2 separate regions of the Mus musculus genome follow, and region 1 is linked to region 2. Evidence: chromatin contacts called from public HiChIP or PLAC-seq data. All regions are on one chromosome and are shown on one strand. The core of a region is the stretch at or near the end of the contact, and the rest is flanking DNA. Distances in the headings are between cores, read along the strand shown. Region 1 has its middle 6.8 kb from the start of 1700113H08Rik. Region 2 overlaps Pah (phenylalanine hydroxylase).

Region 1 (4,249 bases), core at 1,426-3,925, 520 kb before region 2:
AGGATGCTGCTTCATTAGCCAATGGGAACCCAAGGAAGTGTCTCCTCCACCTGACCCCATTCCCACTTGTTGGTGTCAAAGCGTGGTGACAGTGCAGTGACCCTCTGAAGTAACGAATGCACTCTCTGTCTCTCTAGATTGTGTGGGAGTGCAGTTGGGAGGGAAGAGAGACAGCGTGGAGTGAGCCAACATGAAGTATTTTATGGTTATGAGTATTTTATGGTTACTGGGTATTGAAGGCTAAAGGTGGCTTTTTTTATAGTGCACCTATGCTTTGTTATACATTACCTTTATCCTCATACACATGCATGAATACATATCTCTGTGTTTTATGTATATATATATGTATATATGTATATATATATATCCCATATAACTTTATTATATGTATGATATATGGCTATTATAAATGGCATTGCTATATACTACAGCTCTAAGTTAGATAAACCTGTACTACATAAGACATAAATATAGATTTTAACTATATAATAAATACATACACATTGTCTCATTTCATTTAGACTTTCCAGCAATTAGGGGATCTAATATAAGATTGTAATAAGAGCACCTTTCACATGTATATATGTGTGTGTGTGTGTGTGTGTGTGTGTGCATGCGCGCATAAGAGTGTAGAAGCCAGACTTCAGCTCTGTGTGTCATTCACCTTTGTGTATGTGTGTTTGTATGTGTGCTCTTATATATGCTTGTGCATGTACCTGTGTGGAGGCCAGAGGTAATATTAACGCTCTTCCTTAGTTGTTCTTTAGATTGATGATGATGATGATGAGTTTTGAGGTTCCCTCATCCAGCCTGGAGCTCTCTGATTTAGCTAGAAAGACTTGCCAACAGGCTCCAGAGGATCCTCCTGGCTCCTCTTTCCCGGTGCTGGGATTTCAAATTCCACCCATATTTTTATGTGGGTGCTGGGTATTGAACTCAGATTCTCATGCTTGTGTGATAAGCATGACGGAACTGTCTCCCAGGTGTTCATGTTTTGCTCTTTAAGCCTCTTTCTTGAGGTCTGAATTACACACACACAGCTGCACACAGGAAAGTATACAACCTGTGTGGAGGAGAATATTCTTTAATGGATATGATTATCTTTGCCAGTGTGCTCTCATTTTAACCCCAACTTAGTCTTCTGTGATTGTAAGGTGCAGAGCTTTGCCTGTGGGCCTCCTGAGAGTCTGTGGACAGTTACAGCAGGCTTGAATAGCTAGCTTTGCAATGCTTCCTTGGTCTCTCATCTTCGCTGATCATCACTTTGTTGAGAGAGAGGCATGGCAGAGAACTCTTGGTGTTTCTGTTGGTTGTGGTCACCTCTGCTGACTTGTGCCAATTCAGTGGAGGCCTGGCTGTTTCTGTTGGAATCACTGTTGAAATCACCCCTGCTGTTTCATGTTTGGTACCCTGGCACTACTGGACTGGACTACTGGTATCCTGACAATGTAGATCAGAGTCACACCAAAGAACTACTTCTACACAGGTCCACATCCCCCTGTCCTATTTACCATCTTTTCTCCCCTCCCTTTGGGCTAGCAGGGGGGTTGGAGTGTTTGAGAACCCTTATCAAAGTAGGTTTTGAAAAATCTGAGTCTACACGAGAGGGTTTTTGAAGAAGCCCTGGAGTGAGAAGGAGCTGCAAACACAGCACTCCTGTACTGAGGATGAGTCAGGCATAGTCTCACCTATGAGTTTCGAAGCTTTGAGCAAATCACTGAACCGGGTCTCCTCCTCAGTCTACTTCATATGCAAAATAGTAGTAAATATATTAGTGTCCCTCAAAGGTTCTTATGAGAACAGACTAAGATGTTACGCGCAAAGCACTTGAAGCTCAGTTCCTCCTACCTGATACTTAAACACTTATAAACATCAGCTATTATTATTTTTAAACAAGTAATACCTTTTTACAGGTGAGGAAACTAGCAATCAAGAGAGCTCAGGTACTTCATACAAGGTCACGCAGTTGGTAAGTGTCAGAGCAACGGCTTGAAACAGGCGCTGTATGTCCCTTGTGTTGACTGCTTGGCTTCCAGCGCTGTGTTTCCCTAAAGGAATTTGCAGTTGCAGAAAGGCATTCGTGTTCATAGGTGATGGCAGTTTCTACAAATATATAAAGTAAATGAAATGAATAAATGCATCATGAATAAATACAGTGCTCGGACAGATTCTGTGAGATCAGAGTTTGTCTCAGTCAGTCCCAAAGACAGTTTTAATACTCTCAGTCTGATATTGACATAATTCTATTTTCAACTATTGGTTGCAGCTTTCCAATTTTTGTCTAGGGATATTTTAAGGAATCTGTGGTTTTTTTTAAAATCACTGACCTGACTTATATTTCAAATGAATTTGTTTATTCTCTCTGTCTCTGTCTCTGTCTCTGTCTGTCTCTGTCTCTGTCTCTCCCACCCCCCCCCTCTCTCTCTCTCTCTGTGTGTGTGTGTGTGTGTGTGTGTGTGTGCAGCTGCAGATGACTGTGCATGGATGTGTGAAGGCCAGATGTTAATGTCAGGCGCCTTGTTCAATTCCTCCCCATCTCTAGAACCCAGCAGCTCTCTGGGAGGGAAGAGCAGGAAGGAAAGACACGAGATCTAGCAGACTCTAGGTGATGGATGCAAGAGCCCTCCACATGACTGACTGATTATGCACACATTGTCCTGACCCCACACTGAGTGACGGGCAGCTTGAGATCAGCCACAGTGGAAATATTTACACTAGGGAAACTGGCAAATACTACAAGTCAGAGCCTTATCTAACTCAATATTTACCAGGACACCGCTGGATAAGAAGAAATCTTGCATAACCTATAAGGATTTAGACTTTAGACTGTAGGCAAGGGGGAGACCAGGCAATTACCCAATCACAACTTCTCTGCAATCAGGACATCTGCATTTGAAACCCTTCTGACTCATGAACCATACAAACCGAATCTTTTCTTTTGAGTCAGGGACTCCCTCCATAACTTAGGCTGATCATGAACTCACATCAGTCCTGACTCGGCCTCCTGAATGTTGGAAGTACAATTAGAGCCACTAGGCTGAGCTAAGACATGGTCTCCTTTTCACCTATTTAGAGTAGAAGGAGGACACTGTCTTGTCTTAGGACAGAGGAAGGAGCGGCTACATTTTGTCCCCATTTTGTGTCTTTCAACATTGTAATTCAATGTTGAAATGTCCTTGTTCTTAATCCCATTTCCTAGATTACTTAGCATAGTTACTATCAATTTTCCCAAATAGGAATCTTGGAAACTACTTAGCCCTGGTATCCCTGCCAACACCCATCACTCTTCTGGTAGAGTCTCCCCTCATGGATGAGTCTCTAAGCATTTACATGGTCTTATTTCGCCAACTACAAGGTGCTTTATGTTGGTCAAGAAACCCAGCTTTGGGATAGCTTCCTTTTTGAAATGTCATAGTGACTTTTCCCCCCACTACAGGTTTGAAGCAAGAATTAAACCACATCTCTTCACGCCTGAGAAACACCACCGCCTCTCCTCTCCGTGTCCCACCCTTAGCTGCTTCCACTTCCCGTTCCCTACCCTTCCTGCCAGCCGGCCAAGGCACCCCGTTCCTTTCTCTCTATACAAAGTGCCCGACAAATGCCTGTCTCGAATGGCGATCCAATAACTGTTTCTTCCCTGGACCTTTCTTGGTGTTGAAAGACAGGAACATGCATTGAGTACTCTGCTGTTTCTTCCCCTGTTATCTGAAGGATCATGTGGATTTGATGGTAAGTGTCACACTCTGCTAAGTGACATGTTTGAGGGTCTGTGTTCTCTCTAGTACTGGAGAGCTGTTAGCACCCAGGATCATTGGTGGCAATTATACTACTATGAACAGGACAATTCCTGACCTTTTACTTGCAGAACATTCTTGCGGTAAAGATACTGATTTCTATTTGATCAATATTTATAGTTTTTACTTTGGGATAAATGCAGGTGGTCCTCATCATGAGAATCTCTCTTGCTTCATGGTTCTCTTTGCTGCCCCTCTCTTCCATCAGCTTACCTGTGTGGACACACCTATCTTATACCCTTCCCAGACATGTTAGATTCTTTAAACCACAACCTTTGGCCCATGAGGAACTTAGAACAGGCAAACATATTCATATCATCTTATCTTAGGTTACTATTGCTATGGTGAGACGCCATGACTGAAGCATGGGAGGGAGGGAGGAAAGGGTTTATTTGGCTTAAACTTCCATATCACCTTGAGGAAAATCAGGATGGAAACCCAAACAGGACAGGAAC
Region 2 (4,120 bases), core at 108-2,607:
GGAATGAATGAATTCCTCATGAAGGGGCTGTCACATGCTCTGTTAGAGTGGAAACACTATACAATTACATGATCCTGACCCTACCTGAGAAGAATGGTAGGGAGAAGGGTGGTTTAGTGAACTGGGTTGAACACTCATTTTAAGAACTGCAGCCTGGGGTTGTTGGTAATTACCTATCCTATGGTCAATTTGCTGATATCAATGATCTTAACAGGTGCACACTAAGAGCCTTCTCACTGATGAAAGCATCTCTGATCTCTATGCAGACATCATCTCCTACTTTCCATCCACTACACTTTTTCGAGACTGTGGCATTTTGCACATTGTCAGGTAGTCATGTGCATGGATTCTTGAACTATAAGATGACATTTACCAAGAATCCAATGTCAATGATCTTATGTATACAAGATTAAAGAAAGAAGGAAACAAAGAAAAAAAGATAAAAGAAAGAGCCATATATCTCATTGCCACTGTCTAAACAGCACCATGGCCTCAATTAACTTTTTTATGGTAGTGAGGAAGCTCACAACTATTTTTTGATGAGTTAAAAATTATGCTTATTTTCTCATCACTAAGGAGACTAAAAACATGGTTTTGTGGGGGTGGGGAGTGTGGAGTTCGGTCTAGGGAGATGGCTCAGTAGTTAGAAGAGTACACTTTTCTTGCAGAGGGCCAGTTTTTGTCTAAGCACTCCAGCAGGTAATTAATGGCCATCTGTAACTCTAGCTTCATTGGATCTTATGACTGTAATCTCTACAAGCATCTTCACTTGTGGGCACACACCCACACATAGACCCACAGGCATATGGATGATAAAGGCTATCAAATATTTGAAAACACAGATGGCTAGCTGGGATCATGGAAGAGTAAATGATGTCTCTAAAAGTACTCAGAAGCCCAATCCAGAGCACTGATGAACTATTGCTGTGTGAACTAGGACAAGCTATGAGGCTGTCCTGTGCCTCAGTTTCCACAGCTTTGGATCAGTGACATGCCTTCCTTGTTATTCTTCTTCCTCACTAGAAAGAACTATGATCTAAGGATGATTCATGAGTAAACATTGCCCCAAGTAGGAATTTCAAAGTAATGATCTTGCGTGTGAATGAATTTACAAGCATTTCCCATTAGCTGTAAGAAGTTACTTCTACCATGGGACGATGAAGCTGCCCCTTGATATTTGAAACGAACCAAATAATAAGTTCAACCAATTCCTTGATTTCTTAGAAGACGTATGTTCTCCAAACAAAAGCACCTGCTACTTGCATGTGACGTTTTGGGAAATATGGAGCCCAGAAACCATTGGACTAGAGACATGGGAGTGTCTGGTTGAACTTTAACTGTGGAAGTGTTATTGCCAATAGTGTAGTTTGAGCTGCCAAGATGGTGTTGATTGCTTAAGATGGTTTGAAAACATGGACTTGTTACTGTGACAGGAGAATTAGATGCTTTCCCCTTGGAGAATAGAAATTTTGAATTTTTGACTCCAGAGATATTCTGTCTCGCTGGAGGGCAATTGGAAGTCTTGCTTGAGTTATTTGCATTTTGGATAACCCTGGGGAGAAGTGGACAATTAATATCAACAGACATCATAGGATCTCTGTTTGACACATTCTCAACTTTGACATAGATGGTTCCAGGGAAAGAGTTGTTTTATGAGAATTTTTTTTTTTATTTAAAGGCAGATTTTTTTTTTGCCACAGTAGGGCAGAGGGATAATGGGGGGCCTTGTTTTATTCAAGTGCTTGGCTTTCAAAGAAAGATGACAAGATGTTGGGTTTTGTGGCACACACCTATAATTTCAGCACTTGGGAGATGTAGGCTGGAATATCAGGAATTAGAGCCTATCCTTGACTATATAGTCATTTTTGGGCTAGCCTGGAATACATGAGAGCCTATCCTAAACAAACAAACAAACAAACAAACAAACAAACAAACAAACAAACATGACGCCAAGAGAAAAGGTGAGGGATTTGACCTCAGTTTTATTAATGGATTCTGCTAAACTTGGGACTGGTCTATCTAATAATGTGGGTAGAGTAGACATGGAAGAGAGATGGGATAGTAGAGCCAGAATAGGGACTATGTGAATTTGGTTTGCCTTAAATCTGACAGTACTTTTTATAAGTTTAGTGTAGGCCAAACTCCAGCTGAGACCCAGACAGAGGTAGTGACATAGAGTATGTAGCCTCTTGCTTCATGATAGACAATATCTGTAGTCTTTCTTTCTGTTCACACACATTCCTTTGGTTTTCTTAGACAACCTCATGACTTTGAATATATATCTGTAATATAATAATGAACATTCATGTTTTGTCTTCAATGCCAATTTCAGGTTTACATATGAACCATCAAGTCAGCATCTTTACTTTGATGTTGATTATACATCTCTATTTTCCTGTCCAAGGCTGAATTTTGAGTCTTCTTCAAAACTTCTCTACCCTTAGGTTTCCTTGTATGTGTCCATGGCAACTCTATTCTTTGACTCACTCAAACCAAATACACATCTGGGGGCTATTATTGACTCTTTTCTCTGAAACAACAAAGTATTTCTGCAAATTTAATGTGTTCTACTCTCAAACTGTATAATAACTGATTGTTTCTCATCATATCCACTAACACTAATATGGCCTCAGATGCTATCATTCATTATTGATTTTCTGTATCTTCCTCATTGCCATCCAGCCCTTGCCCTTGACCCCTACGGTCTATTCTTACAAAGTAGCAGTCTGATGACACACACTAGATCTTGTATGCTACAGTGTAATTTATATACATTCATGAAATTACCAAAGATGAAAACTAATAAAAGTTATTAAAATCCTAGAATAGGTTTTCACTTCACTGAAAAGAAAAACCCAAGTCCTAAAATACCTTTTTAAAAAGTCCACATGATTGCATTTAGAATCTTCCATATTACCCACCAATACTCTCACTGCTCCAGTGTTTGCTCCCCTCTGCTCCTTGAGGTAGCCCATATTTTCCTTGCTTAGAGAGGTTTCTTACTAATTATATGCTTGCTGTTTGGTCTGGCTCTTGGACAAGATGTCTAGAACAGATTGCTAGAGTTAGTTTGAGGTGAAGCAGTGCAATTCAGGAGAGGTTGAGAGAGAAGCCAGATTGAATCAGTTAGCTTGGAGAGGAGTTTGAGCCAGAATAGCTGAGTTGAACCAACAACACTCCTTCCATCATCAATAGAACCAATAACATTCAAGTATTTCCCCAAGTACTACCTTCTTAGTGATGCCTCCCAGGAACCCAAATTAATAATAAAGCCTTCCCAAGATTACTTGAAGCTCCCATTCCTTTTCGTCTCTTCCTCCACGTCTTTCTTTTCCCCCCAAGACCTTGACGAACTTTATATTTATTGACGAACTTTAAACATATTTAAAAACATATTAACAATTGTGTAGTATAAGTCACAAGGTCAAGGCTATTTTCCAATTTTGTCTATGTCCTGACACATAGGAAGCATTTAATGCACGCTTTTGGAGTGGATGAATGTATATGTTTGGAAAGATACACACAGAAAGAAATAAAGGGAGCTAGTGAAGAGACAAAAAGACCACCAGAGGACTTCTGTAGTTGAGGTTGTAATTAATGATCAGTGGCACTTCATCTCCAGCTATGTGTTGTTGCAGGATAATTGATCATACAGTGAACCTTGAAATTGAGTTGCTTACTGGAAAAACCTGTTTCTTGTTGTGGTGTGGCTCAGCTTTAGCACACACCTTTAGTTCCTCTAGCTGGATACAGACACGCCCTTAGTATATACCTTTAATCTCAAACAACAAAGGTAAAGTTAATTTGTAAAAGGAAGCACCCATATTTGAAAGTGATATTTGATTGAGTAGCAGACAAAGTGATGAATCAGAGAAAGATTTGACAAAATAGGCTATGCCTAACTCTCATGAGAAGAGAGAGGATAGGGAAGCTATTTAAGAGAGCAGTGCAGAGGGAAGATGGTGGGAAGACAGTTTCACTGGGAAAGTTGTACAGTGACAAGTTGAAGAGAGAAAAAGCTGAACACAGGAAGACACAATGAGTCAGAGAATGAGAAGGAGCCATCAGATTAGAACAGATTGCTAGAATTAGTTTGAGGCCAAGCAGAGCAATTCAGGAG

Evidence for each region. HiChIP or PLAC-seq counts read pairs in DNA pulled down with a chosen protein or histone mark.
Region 1: a contact with region 2 is called in an H3K27ac HiChIP or PLAC-seq map of hepatocytes, with 7 times the contacts expected there. The contact joins two enhancer-like sites. A contact is called at or near these places in 4 of 39 promoter capture datasets (hippocampal neurons, liver and pre-B cells), 2 of 115 datasets of contacts at active chromatin or transcription factors (embryonic forebrain and hepatocytes) and 1 of 9 other capture datasets (adipose tissue).

The regions. Positions count from the first base shown.
Region 1 is chr10:87,049,171-87,053,419 of GRCm38.p6, forward strand. No RefSeq gene overlaps it. Among named protein-coding and RNA genes, the nearest start is that of 1700113H08Rik, 6.8 kb to the right of the region's middle. Within about 2 kb of position 2,676, at least 6 of the 459 cell types and tissues checked have an H3K27ac peak or open chromatin away from gene starts, as enhancers often do. A contact at or near this core is called in hepatocytes, where this site is marked.
Region 2 is chr10:87,571,339-87,575,458 of GRCm38.p6, forward strand. The region is part of intron 8 of Pah (phenylalanine hydroxylase); the gene reads left to right. Among named protein-coding and RNA genes, the nearest start is that of Pah, 52 kb to the left of the region's middle. Within about 2 kb of position 1,358, at least 5 of the 459 cell types and tissues checked have an H3K27ac peak or open chromatin away from gene starts, as enhancers often do. A contact at or near this core is called in hepatocytes, where this site is marked.